Linked DNA regions of Sus scrofa: region 2 is linked to region 1. The links are chromatin contacts, called in public Hi-C maps. All regions are on one chromosome and are shown on one strand. Each heading gives the region's core, a stretch centred on a gene start, on an enhancer-like site or on the middle of the called end of the contact. The rest is flanking DNA. Distances are from core to core; before and after follow the strand shown.

Region 1 (6,870 bases), core at 2,759-5,258:
CTCAAGTGGGGGGTGGGGTCCACTCTGCTTCTCCATCAGGCTGGCTTTCCAGCTTCCCAAGATAACTACATTATACCTTGGCCCGTCTCCTGACAACCCATTCTCATTCCCAAATCATTCTCAGAAGATGACTCCTCCAAAACAAAGCAAAAAATAAGATCCTCCTTCATTCCTCATATTGGATATGGAGGTCTTAAGTGACCTTGAGAATAGCATTATTTTTCTAAATCAGCAGTATTGAAGGAGTTCCCTTCATGGCTCAGTGGTTAACGAACCTGACTAGGATCCATGACGACGTGGGTTCGATCTCTACCCTCACTCAGTGGGTTAAGGATTCGGTGTTGCCATGAGCTTCGGTTTAAGTTACAGATGTGGCTCAGATCTGGCCTTGCGGTGGCTATGGTGTAGACCGGCAGCTGTAGCTCTGATTTGACCCCTAGCCTGGGAACCTTCATATGCTGCAGGTGTGGCCCCCCCAAAAAACAAAACAGCATTGAGGTGGGAGTTCCTTTGAGGCACAGTAGGTTAAAGATCTGCATTGTCACTGCAGAAGCTTGGGTCAATCACTGCTCTGGCTCAGGATCAGTAGTAGTACCTGGTCTGGGAACTCCTGCATGCCACAAGTGCAGCCAAAAAAAAAAGGGGGGGGCAATTGAGGTGTAATTTACATACAATTAAAATTACCAATTCTAAATGTACAATGTAATGAGTCCCGACAATGCATACATGCGGGTAATCACCATAAATGCTATGTGGAACATTTCTGTGGCCCCCCCCAAAGTTCCCTTCTACCAGAGTTCCCACTGTGGCTCAGCAGTAACCAACCGGACTAGAATCCATGAGGACGGGGGTTCCATCCCTGGCCTTGCTCAGTGGGTTAAGGATCTGGCGTTGCCATGAGCTGTGGTGTGGGTTGTAGACATGGCTTGGATCTGGTGTTGCTGGTTGGCAGCTATAGCTCTGATTAGACCCCTAGCCTGGGGACTTCCATATGCCACAGGTGTGGCCCTAAAAAGCAAAAAACGATGGAATCATAGAGTCTAACCTTTTGAGGCTGGCTCCCCACACTTAGTGTTGTGCTTTAGAGGTCCATCAGGTTCTGTCAATCAAGTGTTTCTTCCTCTTTACTACTGAGCAGTATTCCACCGCATGGATGGACCACAATTTTTTAATTTCTGTCAGTGATCGTTTGGGTTGTTTTCTGAGGATGGTTTTTGAACACAAAAAGACTATTTAGAAGTTTATTTTGGAGTACACAATTTGTTTCTATTCATTAATGCTTCTGATTCAAAATGCTAGTTCTTTCTTTTTTTCTTTTGCATGTTTAGGGCCACACCCGAGGCATATGGAGGTTCCCAGATTAGGGGTCTATTCTGAGCTGTAGCTACACCACAGCCATAGCAATGCCAGATCTGAGCCACGTCTGTGACCTACACCACAGCTCACGACAACACCAGATCCTCAACCCATTGATCAAGGCCGGGGATCAAGCCCACAACCTCATGGTTCCTAGTCAGATTTGTTTCCGCCGCAGCACGACAGGAACTCCCAACACTAGTTCTTTCTTAACCTTTAAAATTAAACTTACAAATCACATTTGAGAATCTAGCAGATTTTAGCACAGGCTACTAAGAGAAATTTTACAAATTGCATCTTCAAACATTTTATTTATTTTTATTTTTTATTAAAGTATAGTTGGTTTACAATGTTGTTCCAGTGCATCTGCAAACATTTTTTTTTTTTTTGTCTTTTTGCTATTTCTTGGGCCACTCCCGTGGCATATGGAGATTCCCAGGCTAGGGGTCTAATCGGAGCTGTAGCCGCCAGCCTACACCAGAGCCACAGCAACACGGGATCCGAGCCGCGTCTGCAACCTACACCACAGCTCATGGCAACTCCGGATAGTTAACCCACTGAGCAGGGGCAGGGATTGAACCCTCAACCTCATGGTTCCCAGTCGGAGTCGTTAACCGCTGCGCCACGACGGGAACTCCTGCAAACATTTTAAACTGCATTTAGTTTTTGTTTGTTTGTTTTTCTTTTCTTTTTAGGACCACACCCATGGCACATGGAGGTTTCCAGGCAAGGGGTCGAATCAGAGCTACAGCTGCCGGCCTACGCCACAGCCACAGCAATGCAATATCTGCGACGCATTTGCAACCTACACCACAGCTCATGGCAACGCTGGATCCTTGACCCACTAAGCAAGGCCAAGGATCAAACCCACATCCTCATGGATCCTAGTCAGGTTTGTTAACCACTGAACCAAGGCGGGAACTCCCTAAAGTACATTTGTAAATGAATGGCTTTGATTTCTTTTTTCAGTACTTCACTTAACCAATATAACAAAACCTTCCTAAACGTTCATTCTTATAAAGCTAATAAATCCAACTTATACACACGGTGACCCTTAAGTTCTCTTTAAAATATGTTTGTGGAGTTTCTGTTGTGGCTCAACAGGTTAAGAACCTGACATAGTTCTGTGAGGATGTGGGTTCAATCCCTGGCCTTTCTCAGTGGGTTAAGGATCCAGCATTGCCCCAAGCTGCTGCACAGGTTGCAGATGCTGCTTGGATCCCAAGTTGCTGTGGCTGTGGTATATGTAGTCTGGCAGCTGCAGCCCAATTCGACCCCTGGCCTGGGAACTTCCATATGCCTCGGCGAGGTGGGAAAAAAAATAAATAAATAAAATATATTTCCATAAAAAGCTAAACGGTTCAGAGTTCCCGTCGTGGCACAGTGGTTAACGAATCCGACTAGGAACCATGAGGCTGTGGGTTCGGTCCCTGGCCTTGATCAGTGGGTTGTGGATCTGATGTTGCCGTGAGCTGTGGTGTAGGTTGCAGATGTGGCTCTGGCTATGGTGTAGGCTGCCAGCTACATCTCCTGTTGGACCCCTAACCTGGGAACCTCCATATGCCTAGGGTGCGGCCCTAAAAAGACAAAAAGGAAAAAAAAAAAAACCCACAACCATTGAGGTCACCTTGTTAGAGAATCATTGACTCAAACCACCCACCTTGGCAGGCACGAGAATAGCCTCTTGCATGAGTTGTCTCACAATGGGAGGCCCTCTAAGGAACACGGTGCTGCCCTGAAAACTAACCAGAAGGATTTTGGAAGGGCCAATAGGAGGGAGGAGATAGCCAACCTCCCAGGATCCCTGGAGTTGAAAATCCATCTTCACGCGCTACCAAGAAGGCCCCCAAGTAGGATCAAATGTGAGCCAAGCAAGAAAATTGGCCAGAGACAATCCAGAAACTAACCCCCTTCCCATGAAACCTGAAGCTTCAAGCCACGTGGCAGAGCAGTTCTCTTGGGTCCCTCGCCCTGCTGCTCTCCACCCAGGCACCCTTTCCCAATAAAGTCCTTTGCTTTGTCAGCATGTGTGTCTCCTTGGACAGCTCATTTCCGAGTGTTAGACAAGAGCCCTCTTCTGGGCCCTGGAAGGGGTCCACCTTCCTCCAATAAAGTATCCACTAAGAAAGACATCGTGAGACTATGGTCACAGCCACATCCTCACCAGGGCCCCAGATTCTGTCTGTGAAGTTGAATCTTCGATTCAACCCAAAGGGCTACTGAGAGGCCCTTATTATTAGCTGGTGGGGTGAGGGAGACAGTGATAGATATTGGCTTTGGGGGCTCTTTCTGTTTGATTCAAGCAGGGCTGAAAGCTTCTCACTCAACCTGAGAATCTCAGGAAGCTGTCTAACTGATCACACTGTGACAGGCCCTCACAAACAAAAGCCTGTGAGTATGGGCAGGCTGATAAGGAATAACAAATATCTGGTATGTGAGAAACCATTCTTTGATCCTGTGCCCATGGCAGACATTACTAATCAATTACCACACCCTTTCCCCTGTTAAGACAGCACCACCCAGAGCCCCAAACCTAATTTATTGATGTTGGCATGTAAGATGCCTTCCCTCAACCAACCAGCTCTGGGGAGAAAATGAGGCCTGTCCACTTGGCTCTGAGTCAGGGCTAGATTAATAAGTAACTGAGTTTGGGGCTTGTTCTTGTTTTCTGTGAATAACTGTGGCCAGCGGTGCAATGACTGAGTACTGTGAACAGTGGGGAGGAGGCCTGGGTGTTATCCACCCTGCCTCAGGCACAGAGGCGGGAGCTTCTGTGAGGAGACCCTGCGTGGGGAGGTGCAGGGGCTGCAGCAGGCTCCCTAGGACACAGCCCACGCTTGAGATGCCGAGTGGCGAACACAGGCTTGCATCCTGGGCCGAGTTCCTCCACCTCCCTGTGTGGTTATGGGCAAGGCCAGCTCAAAGCTGCCAGAATTCCCTCTGCGGCCCAGGCCCCAGAAGTCCAGATTTGGATATCCAACAGCCAGATCTCCAAGAAGCATCCAAAACTAACAGGTCCAAAACTAAACTCCTGAATCCCACCCCACCCCTCTCCCCGACACAGTCCTCCCCCAGTCCTCAGGTCTCAGGAAGTGACATCTCTGCCCTGCTAGTTGCTTAAATCCAATCGTGTCTTTTGTTGTTGTTGTCTTTTTAGGGCCGCACCCACAGCATATGGAGGTTCTCAGGGTAAGGGTCTAATCAGAGCTACAGCTGCGGTGTATACCACAGCCACAGCAATGCCAGATCTTTAACCCACTGAGTGAGGCCAGGGATCAAACCTGCAACCTCATGGTTCCTGGTCAGATTCGTTTCCGCTGCACCACGATAGGAACTCCAAATCCAATCAATTGTGGTAGAACATGATAAAAGATAAAATGAGAAAAAAAATATATATGTATGAGTGGGTCACTTTGCTGTACAGCAGAAATTGACAGAACTTGGTAAATCAACTATAATTTTAAAAATTAAAAATAGAGAGTTCCTGCTGTGGCTCAGCAGGTTACATACCTGACTAGCATCCATGAGGACACAGATTCAATCCCCAGCCTCGCTCAGTGAGGTAAGAATCTGGCCTTACCATGAGCTGTGGTGTAGGTCACAAATGCGGCTCAGATCTGGCGTGGCTGGGGCTGTGGTGCAGCCCGGCAACTGTAGCTCCAATTCGACCCCTAGCCTGGGAACCTCCATATGTCGCAGGTGTGGCCCTAAAAAGACAAATAATAAATAAATAAATAAATAAATAAATAAATAAATAAATAAATAAATAAAAGCAAGCCCTGGCGTTGTCCTTGACATCTCTTTCTCTCACAGCTCAGAACCAATCTTCAGCAAATCCTCTCAGGTCTGTCTTCAAAACAGATCCAGAATCTGGCCCCTTCTCACCACCAGCACCTTTGCCCTCCAGTCCAAGCCCTCAGCACCCATCCATCTTTCCTCGGGACCCCTGTAGCGGCCTCCTCCCTGGGCTCCCTGCCTCCACCTGCCCTGAAGTCCATTCCCTCACAGCAGCCACGGGAGCTTTGAACACGTCCGGTGATGTCACTCTTTTGCTCAGAATCTTCCAATGACATATAGCCCACAGAAAGGCCAGGGCCAGCCCCAGGCTACGAGGCCGTCACTGGCTCTCTATTCCATGCCTCACCTCCAGCCGCATGTCATCACCTGCACCTCACTACCCATCGGCCTCTGCTACCATGGCCTCTTTGCCATTTCTAGAAGGCAAGCATCATTCTGCCTCCGGGCTTTTACCCGTACTCCTCTCTCTGCCTGAGTGCTGGACATCCACACATCCATACGGCCCCTAGATATCCAGAAGTTCGCTCTCTCACCTCCTCTGGTTGCTTTTGGTTTTTTTTGTTTGTTTTTAGGGCTGCAGCTACGGCATATGGAGTTTCCCAGGCCAGGGGATGAATCAGAGCTGTAGCCGTTGGCCTCCACCACAGCCACAGCCACAGCCACAGTAACTCGGAATCTGAGCAGTGTCCGTGACATACACCACATCTCAGGGCAACACTGGATCCTTAACCCACGGAGCGAGGCCAGGGATCAAACCCTTGTCTTCATGGACACTAGTCGGGTTCGTTACCTCTGAGCCATAACGGGAACTCCCCCTCCCCTGGTTTTTGCTAAATGTTACTTCAATGAAGGCTTCTCTGGCAGCCCCCGCTTTTCTCCACTTTTTTTAAGTTGTATTGAAATATAGTTGATTTACAATGTTGTGATAATTTCTGCTGTACAACAATGGGATTCAGTTACACATATATCACACATACACACTTTTTCAGATTCTTTTCCAGATCCTTTTCCCATATAGGTTATCATAGAATATTGAGCAGAGCTCCCTGTGCAGCACAGCCGGTCCCTTATGCAAGAGTGTGCATATGCCAATCCCAAACCCCCAATCCATTCCTCCCCCTGACCTTTTCCCTTTGATAACAAGTTTGAAGTCTGTGAATCTGTTTCTGTTTTGTGAATAAGTAATTTTGTGTATATATATTTTTTAGATTCCATATATAAGTGATATCCTATGATGTTTGTCTTTCTCTGTCTGACTGACTTCACTTAGTATGATAATCTCTAAGTCCATCCATGTTGCTGCAAATGGCATTATTTCATTCTTTTTTTGGAGGGTTTTTTTTGGTCTTTTTAGAGCTGCACCTGCGCGTGCGCAAAATCACATGGAAGTTCCCAGGCTAGGGGTGCAATCGGCCTCTGCCAGAGCCAACAGCAACTCGGGATCCGAGCCGAGTCTGCAACCTACACCACAGCTCACGGCAATGCCAGATCCTTAACCTACTGAGTGAGGCCAGGGATCGAACCTGCGTCCCCATGGATGCCAGTTGTTTTTTTGTTAACCGCTGAGCCATGATAGGAGCTCCTATTTCATTCTTTTTTGGCTTTATATAGCACTACATCTTCTTTATCCAATCCTCTGTCCATGAACACGTAGGTTGTTTCCACGTCTTGGCTGTTGTAAATAGTGCTGCAATGAATATTAGGGTGCATGTATCT
Region 2 (6,870 bases), core at 2,421-4,920, 42 kb before region 1:
TAAGGTGTAGCAAATCTGTGTATTTCACTGGAGCACTGTTAATAGATTTGGACAGCCCTGGGCCATGAGAGACGCCAGTGTCCAAACTATTATTGAAACCATAAATGAACATTTCAGCCCTAGGGGGTGGGGGTGGGGGGGGAAGCTTTCAGTGGCTGGAATCAAAGGCCAGAAGTCCTGGGGGCAGGTGCAGGCAGCTGCCAGACACACCTTCTGATTGTTTCAAGTGGTGAGGAAGCGTCCTGGGGAGAAGGACATTGTTTATTGTATCAGCAGGCAAATGAAAAAACCAGAGGTGCACCAAAGTGCCAGGCCCAGCTGCAGACTGCAGCACTGGGGCAGAGGAGCCACCGCTCCTGACATGCTGAACCCAAAGCCTCGCACCGCAATGACTCCTGCACAACACGTCCCAGGAAATGCTTGCCAACCAAGTCCCAGACCCAATGGAAACTGCCACTTAGGAAAACAGAAGCCCTGTTACTATGCACTGAGACTGCCAAGGTCACTGCAAAACAGCCCCATCCCCTTCCTGAGAGCCCAATCAGAATGATGGGGAAGCAGCAGAAGATGCCAGAAAGTCAACACCAGCAAGAAGTTTAAATCCAAGATGGATCCAGCATTCTAATGCTATTCAACTGGTGTGCATCAGTCCAGCCAAATGAGTGATTAAAATATTGAAATACCTCCATAATGGTTGTAAGTAGCGCTGGCTTGAGTCTCTGAGGACCCCCTACCCCCACAGCCTCAGCCACCCTGGCCCCTCCATCTTCCTACAACCCAGGAACAAAGGGCCTCAGGAGGCCGTGCCAGCATGGTGGCCAGTGTCTGCTCTGTTTGGTGGTGCCCTGTGGCCATGCTGGTTGAGAGAGGTAACGTCAGTTGCCCAAAGTCACACAGCTAATAAGTGGCAGCAGGAGGACTCAAGCTCACGTGTGTCTGATGCTGAGACTCAGTTGCTCAACTCTTCCACCATATGGCCCATCCATGTGCAGAGAAGTGGCCAAAAGAGCTTCATAGCAAAAGTGTTCAGCTCACAGTCTCTCAACATGTTGACTTCTTGTACGTTAAAATGCTATGATAGACTTAAATGGGTACATCTTTGTTACCAGCTTCCTAAAGAGCTAAGAACTGAAACGAAGGCCAGACCTTTGCAGAGCCCTGAAGTACCTCCAGACAACCCCAGTTTATACTGGGCCGATGCTGGGTTTGGCAAACTGTGGCTCCTTGGGCCAAATTGAGCCCACCCCTATCTTTGTAAAGAAGCTTTTATTGGAATATAGCCATGCCCATTTGTTTACATAGGTCTTGGGCTTTTGAATTCAGTGTCAGAGTTGAACCGTTTCAACAGAGACCAAGGAGCTGGGAATATTTCTCTGGCTCTTTGCGGAAAAAGTCTGCTGACCCCCTGGGTTAAGGCAAACGTCCCCCACCTGTGGGGAAACCAGCTTCCATCCACCTAAACATTTGGAGGTAGAGGCTGGCTCAGCTGCAGAGGGGGCAGCACGAGGGGGTTCCGTGCCCATCTGCAGGCTGGGATTACAGGCACCAACGAGAACCTTGATGCTAAACACAGCAGACCCTTGGCATCTGGGGATTGAAGATTTCAAGGTTTGATGGTGTTCAAGTGACCTGTGGCCTGTTGTAATTTGGAATGTTGATGCATGCATTTGATTTGAGTGTGCTCTCCCAAGCTGCTGGGTGAGGGGCAGGGAGTGGGACCCCTGGAGAGGGCTGAGCCTAGCATGCTGTCCAGCATCTGCTTGGCATGGCTCTGCTGTTCTCAGCTCGTCATTGCCCTCTCAGGGCCTCTTGGGAAGTAATAAGTGCTTTTGGATGTGCCTTAGCTAAATATTAGTTTTGGATAAAGTGAAGTGCCCCATGTGGACTTACGGGCTCAGATCTGGGAGTTCCTGTTGTTAAGAACCCAACTAGTATCCATGAGGATGTGAGTTCCATCCCTGGCCTCACTCAGTGGGTTAAAGGATCCAACATTGCCGCGAGCTTTGGTGTGGTTGCGGATGCAGCTTGAATCTTGGCGTTGCTGTGGCTGTGGTGTAAGCTGGCACCTACAGCTCCAACTTGACCCCTAGCCTGGGAACTTCCACATGCCATGGATGCAGCCCAAAAGACAAAAAAGAAAAAAAGGACTCAGATCTAACGAGTCATCCATATGCTCCCTGTGGAAGCAAGAACAAGCTCTTCACGAAGATGGTCCCAAAGGAAGACAGTAGCCGGCTCAGAAGTTACCGATCAAGTGAGAGGTAAAACTCTGGTAAAGTCAGAAATGGCAGTTTTCTTGTGCGGTGAGGGAGTGAGCAATAAACACATACATACCCCATCACGGTGGAAGTGTGGATCTGGAGAAATCAGATTTAGGGACTGGCACGTGTAGAAGTAGTCCTGCCCACAGCCGTGGTGGCTGGCACTGTTCCATCATGGCACTCTTCCATGTGAAGCCCAGACTTGGCCTCAGGATCCTCCTTGACCCAGCATTCCAGCCAGCCACTCCTAGTGGGTTGGAGCTGGCATGAGCGACGAAAAGCCTATTTGCCGTCTCTGTTGGTGTTGGATATTGCTCTCCAGGGGCAGTGTGCGAGGCCCTGAAAATTCATTCTCCATTGCTGTGCTGCAACCCTGAGGATTCCACGGTCTCACCCCACTCGGACAGAACACAAAGAGGAAGGAGAAGAGCATCTTGTTGGTGACTTCCTTAGAAGGAGCTGCCTGAGAAGCAGTGTCCCAGGTTTCACCCAATCTTCAAGCAAAGTACAAAGTACCCCTCCTACCAGTAGGTGGCGCTGCAGGCCAAGGCTCAGCTGCTGGCTTTCGTAACAGTTATATTTCACTGGTTGTTATTTTTCTCTCTTCCATGTTACTTGGTGCTGTGCTGGACGCCTGCAGGTAGCTTGGACAAAAAGGACTTTTGGTGCTCTGAAAATGTTTGCTAACATACCTGTGTGGTGAGCTGATTGCTCTTACCAACAATCACTGTGATTGCTTGTATGGGCACATTTCATATGAGTGTGCAACAGGGTAAAAACTGCATGTGTGCATGTTTTTGTGGGTGTGTGTAATAGGCAGATATCTCTGCTGATGACTCTGTGTGTGTGTGTGTGTGTGTGTGTGTGTGTGCGCGCGCGCAGGACGGTTATCTCTGTTAACTAAGGGTCCTGGGCCCTACGTACTGATGGCCAGCCCTGCTTCCTGGGATTACTTCTGGCTCTTCCTATCATCTCATGGGCATTTACACATGTGCAAGGCCAGGCGCCTTTTCTATCTCTCCAGCTTTTAGTCTCTGGCTAGCAGGGTCTTGGCTTCCAACCCTCTGCCTTCCACCCCTCATCCCTGCAGCCTTGGGGACAAACTGGTAGAATCACTTTTGGCTGCACTTGCCTCACCATCTCTATTTGTTTCTTCCCTCCCTTTGACAGTCTTGGGGCCCACATGTACAGTTGAGCAGACAGTGCACTGTGCAAATGCAAATAGAGCCATATCAAGGAGGTGTGAGTGACACCTCCTTGGCACCTTTAAAACCTAACTGTACATAGCTGCCCTGGTCACCTCATGGCCATGGCTAGGAAAGCTGCCTTCTTTCCTGCCTCCTGGCCCAGCCCAGCCTAGACTGGGATTCCTTCCTCTGCTTGGGTGTTCTAGTCTGGCCCAGAAGTGACTTACCCTTGGCCTTGATCAGGAAGTATCTGCCTGATGAGCCATCCCCAAGAGGCCTCTGGGATTTAGTTTATGAAACTGAAATCGAACTGGCAACTTTTCAGTTACTGTAAGATAAACCAAAACTCTGCAGATGGGACCCTTGGCTCCCACACTCCTGGCCTGCAGGTGAATGCACCTACATGGGCCAACTGTTAAGATGGGTCAGCTACAGAATTAGGGTAAAAGCCCCAAGGCTATGCTTATAGCTGCACCAGGTAGAAAATCATGAGATCCACATAGACTGGACACCCTGACCAGGCCACAAAATCTGGTGTCGGGCAGGAGACGTCAATGAGCAAAGAGGATTAGGTAAGGATAGTTGCAAAACAGACAACACATATGCTGTCGTCTGACACGGTTGCTGCCGTGTGGGAATGTGGGCTGCTGTTGCCGGATGTTCCACCCCGTTTTCCAAGAGAAGCTGGAAATCTGGACTTTTCAATGTTGGCAACTATTTTGAATTGAGAAAACACTGTGCATGCCAAATAAAACACATCTTGCAGGCTAAATCCAGCCTTTGAATTTCCAGTTTGCACCCTCTGGCCCAGGCCCAGTGAATCGGGTTTTTCAGACCCAAGAAACTCTGAGGGTGAGGATGTTACACTCAGACTCACAGAGTTTGGATCTTTTTGAGACCTTGGAGATAACCACGCTCATCCCCTGTTTTAAACTGTGTACAGACAAACTTCTTTATGAACTTAATAGCACACATATCCTTAAGTTCAAGTTTCTACTGAAAAGCATCTCGGTACCCTCAATTTAGACCAGTATTTAAAATGAAGCCTCTGGAGTTCCCTGGTGGCCTTAGTGGTTAAGGATTCAGTGTTGTCACTGCTGTGGTGGGGGTTTGAAGTCCCGGGAACTTCTGCATGCTGTGGATATGGAGGAATAAATGTCCCCCCACCAACAAAAAAACAAGTCAGATGAAACCTCTACACATTAATGTGCTTGTATCTACCTGTCAGAAGCCCTATTTTATACCATTTGCTCTACTTCTGTCTTTTATAAACATGGGCTGCCCTGGTTTTCCTTCTAATCTAGCTTCTCTGGGTTGCTCTCCACGGTAAACCTCTTAAGTGCCTCCTTAAGCAGGTGGAGCTTGTGCTTCTTCATCTAGGGACTTCCTTTGCCTGTGCTGAGACTGCCCATGCTTTTCCTGGCGCGTTCACCCAGTCCCATGACAAAGGGTGCTACGTGCTTGTCAGCGTGGATCCCTCTCACTGCTCATGCTTGTCCTACACCTCATGTTACAACCTGGCCTTCTGCTTCTTAAAAGCCATTCAAATAAATTGGAGACTTAAAATAAGCTTATGTTGCCTTCTTATCCCCCTTCACAAACTGGGTTAGGGTCCCTTCAAGAAATACCAATGGGGGGATGGGGGGGAGTTCCCATTGTGGCACAGTGGTTAACGAATCCAACTAGGAACCCTGAGGTTGTGGGTTTGATCCCTGGCCTCACTTAGTGGGTTAAGGATCCGGCGTTGCCATGAGCTGTGGTGTAGGTTGCAGATGTGGCTCAGATCCGGCATTGCTGTTACTGTGGTGTAGACCGGCAGCTGTAGCTCTGATTGGACCCCTAGCCTGGGAACCTCCATATGCTGTGGGTATGGTCCTAGAAAAAGCAGAAAGACAAAAAAAAAAGAAAGAAAGAAAGAAAGACCAACGGGGACACATGGAGGGAGCAGGCCTGGGATCAGTGCCATCCGTGGATGCCATTGTCTCTCTGTAGACCCTCGAGGGGACCACCTGGAGGGGAGATCCGGTGATGGATGGCAGCCTGAGTCCGTCAGAAAGCAGTGCTCCTGCCATGGCCACAAAACGTCCCCATTAGGAATTACCAAGGGGTGGGGGTGGGGGAGTGGGAGGAAGAGGAGGAACCAGGAAAGCACGTGAGACAGAGGAAGGAGGGGGTGACTCAGACGCCAGTGTCAGCCCTCCTGTGGCCCTTCCTCCTGCAGCTCAGCCCCTCCCCACAGCCCTCCCACCCCAGGACAAAAAGCTCTATTCCAGTCTGTCCACCACCTCACATCTCCTGCACGCCCCTTCCCCTCCATCTGCTGAGACCCTCAAGGCTCATCTCAAACACAGCTCCCTCAGCTAGGCTCCCCCAAGAGTCTACATATCACGAGGGACAGATCACTTCCTCTCTTGAACAGTATTGAGGTCCATGGTTCTTTCTTCCATTCCCCAAGGGGGTGTCTTCATCTTCATCTTGAGTCTAAGTGGCTGTCAATCAACATGTCTGTAATTGCATGGTTGAATTCTGGGCCGATAGGACAAGGCCATCTCTTTGCCGTCAGTATCATTTCTTTATCCATCCTTCCTTCCTCCCTCCCTCTCTCTTTTCTTTTTAGGGCCAGCATTTAGAACTTCCCAGGCTAGGCATCAAATTGGAGTTGCAGCTGCCAGCCTACACCACAGCCACAGCAACAATGGATCCAAGCTGCATCCTCAACCCACGCCACAGCTTGTGGCAGCTCCAGATCCTTAACCCACTGAGTGAGGCCAGGGATCGAACCTGCATCCTCATGGATACTAGTCAGGTTCATAACCCACTAAGCTACAAGGGGAACTCCAAGGCTAACTTGCTTTAAGAACCTGTTCTTTGAAGTTCCCGTCATGGCTCAGTGGAAATGAATCTGACTAGTATCCATGAGGACGCAGGCTTCATCCCTGGCATTGCTCAGTGGGTTAGGGATCTGGCATTGCAAGGAGCTGTGGTGTAGGTCGCAGACATGGCTCAGATCCTGCATTGTTGTGGCTGTGGTATAGGTCACAGACACAGCTCAGATCCCACATTGCTGCGGCTGTGGCATAGGCCGGCAACTATAGCTCTGATTTGACTCCTAGCCTAGGAACCGCCATATGCTGGGGGTGCGGCCCTAAAAAAAAAATTGACTTTTTTATGACCTAGCCTCAGGAAGTGATATATTATCACTTCTACCATATTCTCTTGATCACAAAGACCAACCTGGTACAATGCAGGAGGAGACTACACAAGGGTATGAAACACCAAGAGGTGGAACTAATGGGGGCAGTCCTGGAGGTTGACTCCCATATATTATGATCAGCTGGTATAACTCAGAGCCTCTGAGTTTATCTTAATCATTCCCTGGCCTCTGGTTAGGCGTGGACTCAAATGCAAAACATTAAATTAAA

What was found. Hi-C and Micro-C count contacts between places; a contact is called where the count stands out from the background.
Region 2: a contact with region 1 is called in a Hi-C map of liver, with 4 times the contacts expected there. The contact joins two enhancer-like sites. A contact is called at or near these places in 3 of 5 promoter capture datasets (fetal skeletal muscle, liver and skeletal muscle), 25 of 47 Hi-C or Micro-C datasets (adipose tissue, alveolar macrophages, brain and 14 more) and 1 of 2 datasets of contacts at active chromatin or transcription factors (skeletal muscle).

Annotation. Positions count from the first base shown.
Region 1 is chr6:95,430,064-95,436,933 of Sscrofa11.1, reverse strand. No RefSeq gene overlaps it. Among named protein-coding and RNA genes, the nearest start is that of HEYL, 26 kb to the left of the region's middle. Within about 2 kb of position 4,008, at least 11 of the 83 cell types and tissues checked have an H3K27ac peak or open chromatin away from gene starts, as enhancers often do. A contact at or near this core is called in liver, where this site is marked.
Region 2 is chr6:95,471,406-95,478,275 of Sscrofa11.1, reverse strand. It overlaps NT5C1A (cytosolic 5'-nucleotidase 1A), which reads left to right. Exons shown (of 7, transcript XM_021095989.1): 7 at 1-5,017. Among named protein-coding and RNA genes, the nearest start is that of HEYL, 15 kb to the right of the region's middle. Within about 2 kb of position 3,670, at least 13 of the 83 cell types and tissues checked have an H3K27ac peak or open chromatin away from gene starts, as enhancers often do. A contact at or near this core is called in liver, where this site is marked.